Linked DNA regions of Anas platyrhynchos: region 1 is linked to region 2. Evidence: chromatin contacts called from public Hi-C data. All regions are on one chromosome and are shown on one strand. The core of a region is the stretch at or near the end of the contact, and the rest is flanking DNA. Distances in the headings are between cores, read along the strand shown. Region 1 holds the start of UPK1B (uroplakin 1B). Region 2 overlaps LOC101792630 (beta-1,4-galactosyltransferase 3).

The links. A called contact is a pair of places that touch in the nucleus more often than the background predicts.
Region 1: a Hi-C map of skeletal muscle shows a contact between it and region 2, with 2.1 times the contacts expected there. The contact joins the promoter of UPK1B here to the enhancer-like site in region 2. A contact is called at or near these places in 5 of 8 Hi-C or Micro-C datasets (F1 follicle, liver, skeletal muscle and 1 more).

What each region holds. Positions count from the first base shown.
Region 1 is chr1:85,489,166-85,496,287 of IASCAAS_PekinDuck_T2T, forward strand. It overlaps UPK1B (uroplakin 1B), which reads right to left and starts at 5,596. Exons shown (of 8, transcript XM_027449623.3): 1 at 5,465-5,596.
Region 2 is chr1:85,327,637-85,334,536 of IASCAAS_PekinDuck_T2T, forward strand. It overlaps LOC101792630 (beta-1,4-galactosyltransferase 3), which reads right to left. Exons shown (of 6, transcript XM_038181436.2): 2 at 4,269-4,504; 3 at 3,194-3,384; 4 at 2,438-2,560. Among named protein-coding and RNA genes, the nearest start is that of B4GALT4, 33 kb to the left of the region's middle. Within about 2 kb of position 3,820, at least 1 of the 8 cell types and tissues checked has an H3K27ac peak or open chromatin away from gene starts, as enhancers often do.

The DNA.
Region 1 (7,122 bases), core at 4,346-6,845, 160 kb after region 2:
CATTGTTGCCCAGGTAAAAAGTCATTCTTATTCCCAGCCAGGTGGTTGGAGGCTGGCACAATAAATACATCTGAAGCTGCACAGCTCTGTACAGGCTTATGAGATCAACCTGAAGCTGCCAAACTTGCAAATTTGTTGGCCAGCCAGCATGTCCAGGAGTCACATGAACTGCCTTGGAGGTCTGGGCAGTGCCTGGCCACGTGTGGTCTGCAGTACAATACTGCAGACCCTGACAAACCTGAGACAGACTGGTTCTCCAAACATCTGAAAGCCGTAGAAACCCCCGCCTTAATCCTTGCAGGGATTTGGGGCCGGATGGGATCCACCCAAGGGTACTGAGAGAACTGGCAGAGGAGCTGGCCAAGCCCCTATCCATCATTTATCAGCAGTCCTGGCTATCGGGGGAGGTCCCAGCTGACTGGCGACTAGCAAATGTGACGCCCATCTACAAGAAGGGCCGGAGGGCAGACCCGGGGAACTACAGGCCGGTCAGTTTGACCTCAGTACCAGGGAAGCTCATGGAGCAGATCCTCTTGGGAGTCATCATGCGGCACTTGAAGGGCAAGCAGGCGATCAGGCCCAGCCAGCATGGGTTTATGGAAGGCAGGTCCTGCTTGACGAACCTGATCTCCTTCTACGACAAAGTGACGCGCTGGGTGGATGAGGGAAAGGCTGTGGATGTGGTCTACCTTGACTTCAGCAAGGCTTTTGACACCGTCTCCCACAGCATTCTCCTCAAGAAACTGGCTGCTCTTGGCTTGGACTGGCGCACGCTTCGTTGGGTTAGAAACTGGCTGGATAGCCGGGCCCAAAGAGTTGTGGTGAATGGAGCCAAGTCCAGTTGGAGGCCAGTCACTAGTGGCGTCCCCCAGGGCTCAGTGCTGGGGCCGGTCCTCTTTAACATCTTCATCAATGATCTGGATGATGGCATTGAGTGCACCCTCAGTAAGTTTGCAGATGACACCAAGCTAGGTGCGTGTGTCGATGTGCTCGAGGGTAGGAAGGCTCTGCAGGAGGATCTGGATAGGCTGCACCAATGGGCTGAGGTCAACTGTATGAAGTTCAACAAGGCCAAGTGCCGGGTCCTGCACCTGGGGCGCAATAACCCCAAGCAGAACTACAGGCTGGGAGAGGAATGGTTGGAGAGCTGCCAGGCAGAGAAGGACCTGGGAGTGATGGTGGACAGTCGGCTGAATATGAGCCAGCAGTGTGCTCAGGTGGCCAAGAAGGCCAACGGCATCCTGGCTTGTATCAGAAACACTGTGACCAGCAGGGCTAGGGAGGTGATCGTCCCCCTGTACTCGGCTCTGGTGAGGCCGCACCTCGAGTACTGTGTTCAGTTTTGGGCCCCTCGCTACAAGAAGGACATCGAGGTGCTTGAGCGGGTCCAAAGAAGGGCGACGAAGCTGGTGAGGGGCCTGGAGAGCAAGTCCTATGAGGAGCGGCTGAAGGAGCTGGGCTTGTTCAGCCTAGAGAAGAGGAGGCTCAGGGGTGACCTTATTGCTCTGTATAAGTACATTAAAGGAGGCTGTAGAGAGGTGGGGGTTGGCTTGTTCTCCCATGTGCCTGGTGACAGGACGAGGGCGAATGGGCTACAGTTACGCCAGGGGAGTTTTAGGTTAGATGTTAGGAAGAATTTCTTTACTGAAAGGGTTGTGAGGCACTGGAACGGGCTGCCCAGGGAGGTGGTGGAGTCACCATCCCTGGAAGTCTTCAAAAGACGTTTAGATGTAGAGCTTAGGGATATGGTTTAGTGGGGACTGTTAGTGTTAGGTTAGAGGTTGGACTCGATGATCTTGAGGTCTCTTCCAACCTAGAAATTCTGTGTGATTCTGTGTGATTCTGTGTGATTTTAGAAAAGCCTTTACTTATTGCTGGCTGAAAGACATCAGACATAAGAGCACAGTCCAAAAAGCAAGGAAGTCTTCCCTGCTTGAAGGCAGGTGCATGAACTCTGACTGCCATGTGAAAAAGCAGGTCTGTTCCAGCTGCCATGCAGAGAGCAGGGCTGAGTGTGCCATGTGTCTAGCACGACAGATCACGCTAAGTGTGGTTAACAAAGTCACAACCCTTTCCTTAACACTACAGAAATGTCTTTATCCTCCCCTTCTCTCCTACAGACACCTCTGCTGCATAACAACAGCACTCAGACTGAAGGAAGCTAGACCTGGCTTGCTCTTGGCTGCCCAAGGGCGCAGCTCAACTACTTCGTTTTCGTTAACTAGCCACCTGTTTGGAGACCCTTGCACTTGGACTCTCCACCCAGCCCACATGCTTGCTTCCCTACAACCTGGATTTCTTCTTGTAGGCAGGACCTGGCGTTCTCTTGCCTCACTTTGGCCAGGTATTACTGCAGGCACACCAGTCCCAGAAATGGGACCTTTTCTGGTGTAAACCCATCTCCTAGAAGGCTGCAGCTGGGAGGAAAGCTGGGAATGGTCACCACCACACAGATATTAACTTGAAAGTGCCAAAAATCTAGGCAACTTAAGGCTTTCCAGAATCTTAGGACTTCATTTCAAACCCTGTATGGGGGTGGTCACCTAAAAGAAGCTGCAGGAGATCTGTGACTTCCCACCCTGCCTGTTCCTTGTCCCTCAGAATTAAGCAGCATTAAGCAAGAGCACAGCACTGGGGTCAGGTGCATGACTGCAGAGGCATGAGACAAAACTCTGCTGCCTTGCCCGAGGCAGGCTGCGTGCAGGCATGATGCCACCATCCCCTGGGAGTGACACTGGCAGGCAGTCCTCCTCCCACCTCCCAGAGAGACAGGCGCCAGCAGCTCGTGCCTGCGGACACAAATCATTTCGGAACAAGGGAAGCCTTCTGCGTGGGCTGGCTAAGGAAAATCTTACAACCCAAACACACTCTCCTGGGACTCCAGGGAAACCCCTGAGGAGACAGGAGCTTCGGCTGCAACTATTATCCAAAACATATCCAAAAACTTGACTTGTGACAAAGGAAGGGGGCCGGATCCTGGGGTTTCAGCTGCAAGCTTGCATGGACCTGGTGTTCCTTAGCACATCCCGGGGACTTTGAAGGTTAGCTGTGACACTTCGTGGTCTCAGATTTTCAATTATCACTACCATAGGCTTTGCTCCATGCCCCAAGGAGCTCTGGAAAGGCTTCTGTTGCTCCCATTGCACTACAAAACCCACAAAAACCTATATCCTTCCTGAAGCATCTCCTTCTTTCCCTCCCTACACCTGGCCAGGACCCAGCCTACAGCTTCTCCCTTATCCTCTCCAAGCTCCTGTCTGAAAAGTCAGGCTTCTGCCCTTGTGTTTTAGGTGACTAATACCATGCAGACTTTCAAACAAAGTCCTTCTGGCAGCAGTGCCTCGATACAGGGAGGACTCAGCCTCTTATGCATCAATTAACACACATTGCTCTGACTGAATTTTTGAAACCTCTACACCCTATTTTTACAGACTGAGACAGGATTTCAGTAGCCTTACAGATGAATGTCCCCTGCTTTAGTGTATTTATTCTCCATCTATAGCCAAAAAAGCCCATGGATAAGAATCATTTTGGCATTGCCTCATGTAGAAGGGGGTCCTGTTCTGATTGCCACATGTTCTGTGCCAGTTCTCATGGTGGAGTCACAGCACCATGGCCAAAAGGATGTCCAAAACCCCTCCTGTGAGCACAATTTGCTTCTACGAAGAGCCAACACTCACCCCAGCCCTTGTGAAGCCCTAGGTCCTCCATGTAATCAGAGTTACGGAGTCTCCTTCCTTGAAGATATTTAAAAAACATCTGGACATGGTCCTAGGCAGCCTGTAGAGAGCTTGGCCAAGAAGACCTCCAGCCCCTCACACCACGGGCAGCAGCTGGGAATGCTCAAGCCACTGCCCACCATCATGGACATGACACCCCCACGTCCCTCCTGGCCTGGAGTGCAGGGGCTGGCACAAAGCAGCACCCTTGGAGGGTGGGAAGAGGAGTGGGGACAGTACATGAACATGATGGTTGGGCCCTGTAGGACTTCACCTCACCCCCTGCTACCTCCCTGGGTAGCTCTACGTGGCATTCTTCTCCTCTTGTGCAAGGAGGCAGAGACGAGAGGTGCATTCGTACTGTTTCCCATGCATTCTGCAGCCTCCAGATGCCTCAGCCGAAAGGCTTGGAACCACTTGAGCACAACTAAACAAACCCAGCCTTTCAGACGCTGAAACCTCATCCTTGCCTGGGGGCCCTGCCCTGCCCTTCACCCCATCCAGCCACCTCCTCCTAGCCCTCTGGCTTTCCCAGGCCTGTCTCTACAAGCTTGAGCAGAACACCCGTGGTGGGGTGCCAAGAGAGGGAAGTTGGCAAGGAGGAGCCATCAGAGGAGCAGTGCAGGTGCTGTAGGACGCCCCAGGCAAGGCACAGACCTGCCCAACCCACTAGGGTGTCCTGCACAGCAAGGCTTGGGTAAACCAACTTCATAATTATTAATTATCATTATTGCTGTCGTTATTATTATTTTCTGAAATTTTTCTTTTTATAAGCCCCCAAGGGACTTAAAAAACAAAGGCAGTTTCAAAGTGTTTGGGAAATATGCAGTGTTACACTGCCTTTAAGAGGAGGCAATTAAATATTTTATTGATGAATCTTTTGGACCCTGCTGCTGCAAAGGCGGATGTTTTACAAGTGGCGGTTCGTCATTTATTTATTTTGAGGCAAAGATTTCCAGCACACACGCACATGATCCTCCTGCCCCACCGAACCTCTCCCGTCACTCCACCTGCCAGTGAAAGGCAGCCACCCCTGGCAGAGAGCAGCTTGTTCTCCAGCCTCCAGCCACTCCGAGAAAATGAAAAGCCAGCCAGTTATTTTATGCTACCAGGGGAGAAATATAAAGCAAAAACAAAGCTCAGCATCAAGCAGGGGTCATAGACTAATTAAGTTTCCTTTCAAGAGAGATCGCTATGAAATGAAGCCTATGTGAACAGTGAAGCGGCTGCTAAATCATCATCAGGCATAATTACCTCGGAAATAGAGCTGGGAGGTAGTTTTTTCCTCTCTCCCTCATTAGTTCAGCAAAGCCAAAACAAGAGTGTTTTTTTTTTTTTTTTTTTTTTTTTTTTTTTTAAATATATACTTCATATTTTCACAAGTGAGGGGGAATTACAGGATTTGTCTTTCTCTGTGATGATTTTTTTTTTTTTTTGACACTCAAACATGTTGGCAACAGATCTAATTTTCCCATTTCCTCCTCCCTAGTCTTTAGGAGAAAAAAATATGAAACAAATTAAAACAGCCATATAGAAGACACAGCCTGCGGTAGAAGAAAAAAAAAAGAAATGCTTAATAATCATCTGCAGTTAACCTCACCCAGGTACCAGCCTCCCACATACTAAACACAGCCCAGGGTCTGAAATGAAAATCATTTAACATAAAAGTCTGTGTTCTTGTACCAGATGCTTCTCATTGATTTGCCTCATGAAGATAAAGATGGTGACCAAAGCCAGGTACTCACCCCTCTCTCCTGGTGATGCTTCCCAGCAGAAAACCACACACACCTGTCCAGCTGAAAAAAAGCCCCTTTTCTCCCGTCTCGCCTGGTCTTTAAAGAGCCCAGGTTGCTTGAGAAGAGCCGTGTGTGATTGGTAGGGTGCCCATCACATGAGGAAAACTTTTTTTTCTAGCCAAACCTGTTCCCTGGCTCCTGTGGGACCAGAGGGTGTCTCTGTGATTCTCAGATTGTATCGGAATGTCGTTGTGCCGAAAACAGAAAGCTTGAAGAATTTCTAGCATTGTACTCTCTAAAGGGTGGATGAGTGACTCACTCATGTGAGATACTTGAACTTTAAAGAGTATAGGTAAATTTGAAGGGAGTAAATATAAATATTAGGATTGCCGGACCATTGTTTGAACGTGGTATAAGAAGAATGCACTGACTAGAAAAGAGAGTAAACGAGCATCAGTGTTTTCATTGAATTGTGTTGCATGGAGAAGACTTGAAAAATACAGTAGTTTGGGTTGGAGCCATTTTGATTTTCTTTAACCCAGGGTGTTTTTAGAAACAAAAATGTAGGTGTTGGCTACTGTGCAAGACACTACGGATGGTGAGAAAAGTGGGGAGAACATCGCATTGCCTTGGGCCACATGGATTTTTAACTCATTTGGTTTTATGAAGAGTAAAATTGAGGACATGCATATGTAGTGATTGGCCTGTGATGAACTAGGAGGGGCTGAGGCTGAGGAACACATCAGGAAAGACACTTCTCTCACCTTCCTTACATGTTCCAGCCCAAATCTGCCAAAAATCATCATTCTTATTACCGGAGCCTTGATCTAATCTTTGGCGAAGGCACAGCTGCTTGTGCTTGGTGTTCATTTCTGTGTGCAAACCCCAACCTACTGAACAGTGATGGGATGGGTGATGGGAGCTTCATATTTCAAGAGTTCTTCACAAGTCAAAAACAAACATCAAAAGAATATGTGAGACCTGGCCTGAGCAAGAAAGGGTGGTGTGGCTGACAAACCACTCCATGTGAGCCCAGGTGCCACCATGGGCACCCCCAGTGAGCTGTCCACAGCTGCCTCAGCCTTCCCTGTAGATCTGCATCTGTGTTTGCATAGTCCAGATAAGAACATGCCAACAGCTCCGTATAGACAGATACATACATTTTTTAAAATTGTTGCATTTGCAAATGCTACAGGCTCACAAATGCATGCACCCCTCCCAAAAAGTCATGTACACAAGTGTATATGGATGTGTAGAAAAAATACAAATGCATGTAGTTTCTACACACACATACGCACACATAGACCCACATTTGTGCACACCTTTGCTGCCTGTAGATTAAAAGCAGAGTGCTGGATTGGGTGTGAAGACACTGCAGTTGGGGGTTTTGCTTGATGAGACAGAGGTAGAAAATGAAATTCCTTGGGAGAATTATCACTATGACCATAAGCTCTATGGGAGACGAGGCAACGTGAGAATGTGCCTGTCACTAAATGTGCCTTAGTTTTTCAAAACAGGGCATGGGAGGGAGATGGAAAATGCCCAAAGAAAGAACAAAGCTGCTGATAAATGCTGAATAGATGCTGTAGGCAATTCTAATGGACTGACCTTGCTCCCAACCCCTAAGAACACCCTTTCACCTTCCTGCACTCTTTGAATGTCTTTTC
Region 2 (6,900 bases), core at 2,570-5,069:
ACAACAGCATACAGAGCCTTCAAGAGCAACTCCCTTGCATCTGACAAGTGAGCATTATTTTCACTTCCTTGTAAGAGCAGAGCTGTTACTGCCTAGAGCTCCATCACCATTTTTTTTTAGAAAAAAATTGCCCTTTCTGAAAGAATCCAGGCCTGAGTTTCAGAATAAAGTTAAGTCTGTTCTTGAGAAGTGCCACTGCTGCAAATAGCCTTGATGAGAACACTGCCTTCAAGAAAGATTGCTGTTCTGGTGTCTGTATGTAGCAACTGTGACCTGGTCAGCTGCAGGACAGTTTGAGGGGAAAAAAAAAAAAGCAATCTAGAGCTTCAGAATTCTAAATTAGAGCTTGCTAAAAACTGCATTTTGTGTGACTTAAAGCAATCCATTACAGACGGCATCTGTTAGCTTACCAACAGAAATCGCCAGTAATGCTACTAAACCTAGCTAGCCTTTGTTATCGTAGGGCACTGCTTATACAAAGACAATTTCTGCAAATGTAAGAATGAATGTTTGCCTAATTTAGGTTATTTAACTGGCATGTTTGCAGCATTTGATTGCCTTCTGTTGAGATCTAGTACCACAGCAAGCTGCACTGAAGCAGGAATGTTCTGAAGCTGAAAGAAGCTACAGAACCGAGTATTTGTTAGGCTGGAGATATCAGATGATTACATTTCACTGACTGACACTTATTTCAGTTTGGGTTTTAGACAAGGCAGCTTTTTGAACATCACTTATTTTGATTAAATGTACAATAAGAAAAAGAAGCACTAAACTAGCTTTGCTGTTGAAATATTAACTCTTTCATGAGGTTATTAGTTTAATGCATTCATTTACTGTTTTAAGAACCCAGATTTCACTGCAGCTGATGATATTAACACAGCAGCAGTTCTAATTAGAATAGTATTTTATTCTAATAAAAGGTAAGTCCTTATGTTTACTAGGACCAACTTAAGTACCACAGTCCACCAACTGTAAGTAGCAGCCAGAATTATTATTTTTGCTGATTGTCTTAATGAGCAGTATCCCAGCATGAAGTCTTTATACAGGACTTTTGGATATTTCACTGATGCTGCTAAGTTTTTTCCTCTCTACCTTAAGAAGGGCTTGAGCACTCCTAAAAATCCAGTCCCACTAGGGGCATCAACCCGGTTATCCCAAACTAGCTATCTCATTCCTAGCTTTTGCAAGAGGAGACTTCAGCATATGAATAAAGCATTAGTTAAGTCACTATCTATGGATTCCACAAACCTAGAACCCTCTTTCTCTGAAAACTTGTGAGAATAGCAATGCAGGACTAATTTCCCTTCAAGAGGGGGCTATTTTGGGATCTACATAACCTGCTTGCCTTGAGATGCTTCTTCAGGGAAGTGTGCTCTCATGCATTAATTGAGATGACTTTACCACTGGTACTTGAAAATCACATTAGAGGCCAAAGCTGTACTGAGAACAGCTGAGCAGACCCAGCATTGTAATGGTCAATTTAAAGATGTTTTCTAGGCATCCTGTTATTGTAATAAGTGCTGAATCTCTGAACAACCATCCACCATTTCAACTAGCTAGCCCTGAAAGGAAAATGAGGATTTGTGTTAAGCAAACTGATTTCAATTCTCAGAAGAAAAGCTTTGTAAAGCCTCCTACAGTTCTCAACCAGAAAACTCCGCCAAAACTGTAATTTTGTTACAGTCTTCAAGACCAACAAAGCATAAAACTAAACTGACAATAATGGCCTTATAAACCACCCTGTAAGCTTGCCTCAGTGCAAGACAATAAAGATGCACAGTGCAACTACAGAGGTTAATAAAGAAGATACAAGCCATGATTTTGTACTTGAAGCCATTTGCATGAGGCAGAGTACTTGAAACTAAACTCATTGTATTCACTTGCATAGCATGCTGCTGCCATGGCAACCACCCTACAAGAAAAAATCCTGTCAGAGCTCCCTGTCACTGACTCAGTGGTATGCAGACTTCCCTAGCGCTCAGCACAGAAATCAGACTTCCTTGTGTTTCTTAATTCCAAGTATTGGTGACTAGATAGTATTTAGAGCAACCTAGGTTGGCAACTGTTTGGGAAATGATAAATAAAGAGAAAGAAAAATCAGGGTGGCTCATAGATTCCCTTCCTTGGGGCTGTTTGTGTCAATGAAATCACTTGTCAGCTACAGGCAGTTACAACCCCTTGGAAGCAATCCTGAGCAAGTCAAGGCACTAGGATGTTTTACCCCCAGTGTCTGAGGAAATTTGTCTTCCCATTGCACAATAATTAGTCAGATACTGAGCATTTTCTGACAGCTATCACACCCAATGCCAATAGCATTTGGATTGCAATGATGCTGCAAGCACGTTAAGGAGCCACATCTTAGTTCTTCCTCAGAATAATGCTAGATGTTTCACTCAACACCTGGGCTCTGTTTTTAGCCTGCCCTGTGCATCAATACCTTGTAGCGATGTCGTCATTTTCACCACCACTGCCCCAGTATGTGTTTGGAAACCCATTCATCTTCATGTAGTGCTCTGGAGTCAAAGCAGATACACCCCCAAAGAAGGACTTATATGGAAGACTAAAAAGAGAAGGGGAAAAAAAACCAAAAGGATCAATATTGAGGGCTAATAACTAGTCCTTAACAAGCAAACAACACAATGCAAGTCACAGACATTAATCTCATCCCTTGCAGAATATTTGTAGAAGCAGATGGCTGCAGAGTAGCTGGTTTAACAGTACTCCTGTGGAAAGTTTTAAGCCCCAAATTAAGACACACTCATTATTTACTGAAACTTGAACCAGCAAAATCAGCTTAATTCCTGCCCCTCCCTCCCCCTGAGTAGGTCAAGGTAAAGCTGGTTTTAAAATTAACTTCTCAAGTTAGTTCCAGATACCTACATTGCATCATGCATCTTCCATGTACTCCAGTACCTCCCACCCCATGCTTTTATCCTGGGAAGAACTGGCAGATTTCTGATTGCCTTTATTGGCCAAGCTAAGCTAACAGTGGAATGGGGAAATACATGCAGAGAACCATTCACGTTACGTGGCTTAGGTCAGCCATACCCCTTCCTGGGGAAGCCACTAGTGCAAAAACAAAAAAGAAACCCCACAGATCTTAAAGGCAGCATGAATGTGGACAGAGAAAGATGCAATCTACGAGGAAAGAGAACCCATTAAGATGCAAACATCCCAAAGCAGAAGCACTTACTTGTAGTGAAACTTATCGATGGCACTAGCCATGTGTTTGGGATAGTATTCATCACAGATGTAGAGATTATAGTCGTTCTCAGGTACTAGATCCACATCATGCAGAAGAAGGCAGTCCCAATCTTCATCCTTCAGGGCCTCCCGGACACCAATATTAAGTAACTTTGCTCGGTTAAATGTACCATTCCCCACCTGGAAAAAAACACACCACACCCTAAGTTGCTTCACCAAAACAAGAGAATTGTTTGATTCAAACTGATGTTAGTACAAAAGCCTTATCAACTGAATGACATTGGAGTACTTCACCACTGGCTGAAAATTTTATCCCTAAACCCTGAAAGTTTTACTCCCTCTCTTCAAAATATTCTCAGGAACTGTGATGCATCAGGGGCCATACACCATTGGCATATGAGGAAGACAGACATAGAGACCAGGTAAGTCAATCTTCAGGTCTACACATGCACATCAACACTTCTGTCCTGACTACTACTTCCTAAAGTTTAGAAATAAGAAAAACAGATCCCTGCCACAAACAAAAAGCTTCCTTTCTCCCCTACTCAGCTATCAGTTTCAATTAGTGTACCCAGAACTGTCCGTCTCTCCACTGATCTTTTGCAACACCGGTCCCCCATCAGCTAAGTTGCGGCTGTTTGCCCTGCATAGGCTGGCACACAGCAAGGTCAAGCCAGATGTTTTCACTTAATGCAGTCTAAAAATACCTGATTTGAGTTTAGCATTTAGTCTCAACAGTTTTACTCAGTAGCTATGCTGACAAGCCACTGACAGACAGCCCACATTCAACTCTTGAACTGCTGAAAATACAAGTTACCACTTAATGACAGCTTTATCCCTCTGGAACTAAAAAAAGCACAACAAATCAATAGCAGAACAATGATCTTGACAAGTGGTAAGGTATTTCAATCAGCAGCAGCCATGGAGGTACGATGGCATATAACTGACCTGCTCGACCCAGGCATAAAATGGTGCTTCCATGTTGCAGGATTCACATTTCTTGCTCAGAACCTGACCTGGAAACTCAGCCTCCCCCCAGCAGGGGGGATCTGATTTAGGCTTACCTGCTGAATCAAGTAGATTCTGTAACTGAGCTGCTGGCGCTGCAAGAAAGGATGGATATAGTAAAGAAGATGGTGAAGGTACTTCTCCTGGTTGCTGTATGCTACGAGGATGGCTGATTTGTAGCGGGCCAAGCAGTGAGGTGGTCTGTAGAGGCCTCCGGACTGAACGAAAGGATTTTTTTTGATGATCTTTCTTTCACTAGGGAGCACCCTGAAGGAGATGATTAACGGACCAACTGTAAGGAGAGAGAAGAAAAAAAAAACAAAACAGAAGTAAGCTAACAAATGCTTCTCAGCTTTTGTGTAAGAAATACAGGATGAGTTGCAAATGGTCACTGCTGAAGACACCAGCCCTGCTTAACAGAGAACAGTTAACACCACCATGCAGACGTGCCTGGTTGACCAGTTCCAGCACCACCCACAGGCCAGTCACTTCACCGGGGCTCTACACAGAGGAGCACAGGGCCATCGGGCTACCTGCCAGAGGGGCACCCAGAGTCCTGTCACAGCCAGCAGGGCTCACCGGGCTCCTCTGCTTCTCTTTTTCCTGGTATTGGCTCTCTGCTGCACAAGCAAAGCTGTCTTGTGCTACTTAGATGGTCTCCTTGAATAAATGTATTCCCTGTAAGAGTAGAGTTGAAAACAAATCTATGACAGGCTTTTTCTTTTGGCTGCCCGTATGGAAAAAGTCTCTGAGGCTCTTTCAGAGTAGATTCGAGGATAAAGACATCCAAAAAGATAATCAGCAGGTTGGGAGGAAATAGCCTAAAGTCTGGATGAATATAAATTATTTAAGAAACATAAATGGTTTAGGCAATGTTAGCTTTATCTCAAAAAAGAAGTTTTAAGTTCAATTTGATGTTAAAATCACATGCCACAAGGGCTGTATTCATGCTTTCCCATCAAAATTTTAGGAGAAACAAACAGCAGATCTAAGAAGGGAGATGTTTCATAGTTACAGGAATAGGCATGGGGCAGCAATATAAGCTAGATAGGATAGTTCCTCTACTCAGAGAGTCAGTTTTAAATGCAAAACATCCACCATGTTCAGGAATTTTTATCTAATTAGAATATACATTTTTTTTTCCTGCATTTTTATCTGAATTCTTCAGAATGAAGAAGCTTGAGAAAAAAACAATATTAAGTATCAGTCACTTTGTTAACACAAGTCTTGCACTGTAGCAATATGAAAACAAACAAATGCACACTATGGTTATTCCTATACCTGTCACTACAGGTATAGAAAAGGCTCAAGAATTAGGAAAAAAAAATTACATTTGCACACAAATCAGCGTATCTTAGTGGTTTCCAACCACTGTCATCTTCTCTAAGAAAATAAAGCAAAAATGCAGAACAAACAAGATCAAATCTATCATTTAAATAAGCTAGGAGGAAACCTTTTACCTAGATTGCAATTAAGATCTGACAATCACAAGATTGTGGTTTTAAGTAGGCCCAACAATCCTCTGCAAGTCATGCTGCTCAAAGACAAAATACTTTTTACTCCAGAAGCCTGTGAGACAAGTTACTTATTTATTTGTACAGCTATAAATAAGACTTTCTTTCGCTTCCAAGCTCATAGTCAATCCTGTGACTGTTTTGAAGTGAGCTTTCAGTATCTTCTAAGCCAGACTCCCTCTTCAGCAGTGAAATAAATTATCCTCTCTTGAAACGTCTGATAATGAAGCCTGGGAGAGAAAGAGTAAGTATTTAGGCCTGGTGTTTGGTAGCTTTCATTTCAGCTGGGAAAAGTACGGGTTTGTCTCAAGTCTGATGCATATTTAAGCAGGTGAGCCCACAAGGTATTTCTTCCAGCCCATCCTACGTGCAAGTCTCTGCTACAAGTCTAACAAAGAACAGAACTGAACCTGTGTGCACCCACATCCTGTGTCACTGATGGAGAGGAAGCAACACCCCTTCAACTGGCTGGCTGATTTTTGTGCAAGACTCAGGGAGTAATTCTGGAGTAAGACTGAAGCTGTCCGTCCAGAGCCAGAAGTTGGTACCCCTCACATCTCTGACATGCAGACCTATGGCCAGCAGCAGTCTCCTTTTCCTTCTAAAGAAGCAGATGTGAGTGTTTCCTGAAGATCAGTAGGAACAGCCACCGATCCCATCCCTCACACAGTCAAAAAAGGGCTAGAGGATTAGCCTCTGCCCATGATAAACTCACGGGCAATTTGATTTTGGCTACATTACCCTGTGCAGGAAACTGGAGGATGCTGCTGTACTTGCCCATCTGAAGCAGAGGAGTAGTTCTTCAGAGAACCACGCTGCGTTTCGTGAGTCTAGGTCGCATTTATTGTTTATTACTTTTAGGCAGGCAGTTTCCTGTGCTGCCTCTAAGGCCACCGCATTTCAGTCCAACACTGTTTTAAACCTGTAATTTATGCTGCTTTGCAGATTTATGAACTCCCTGATTATCAGTTCTTTTAACTAAAGCACCATTACCCAGCAATTTGATGACAACTGGAGCTTGCTGAAGAAACGTTATCTTCAGATTGGATTTCGTCTACAGATCATTGCTCCCAGGAAAACATAAAAAAAAGGAATTAATCCCTTTTGTTCTCCCACAAAGGCATGTTTTTGTTTTCCCTAACACAATCCAGGCTATTTGCATTACAGAGGAAGA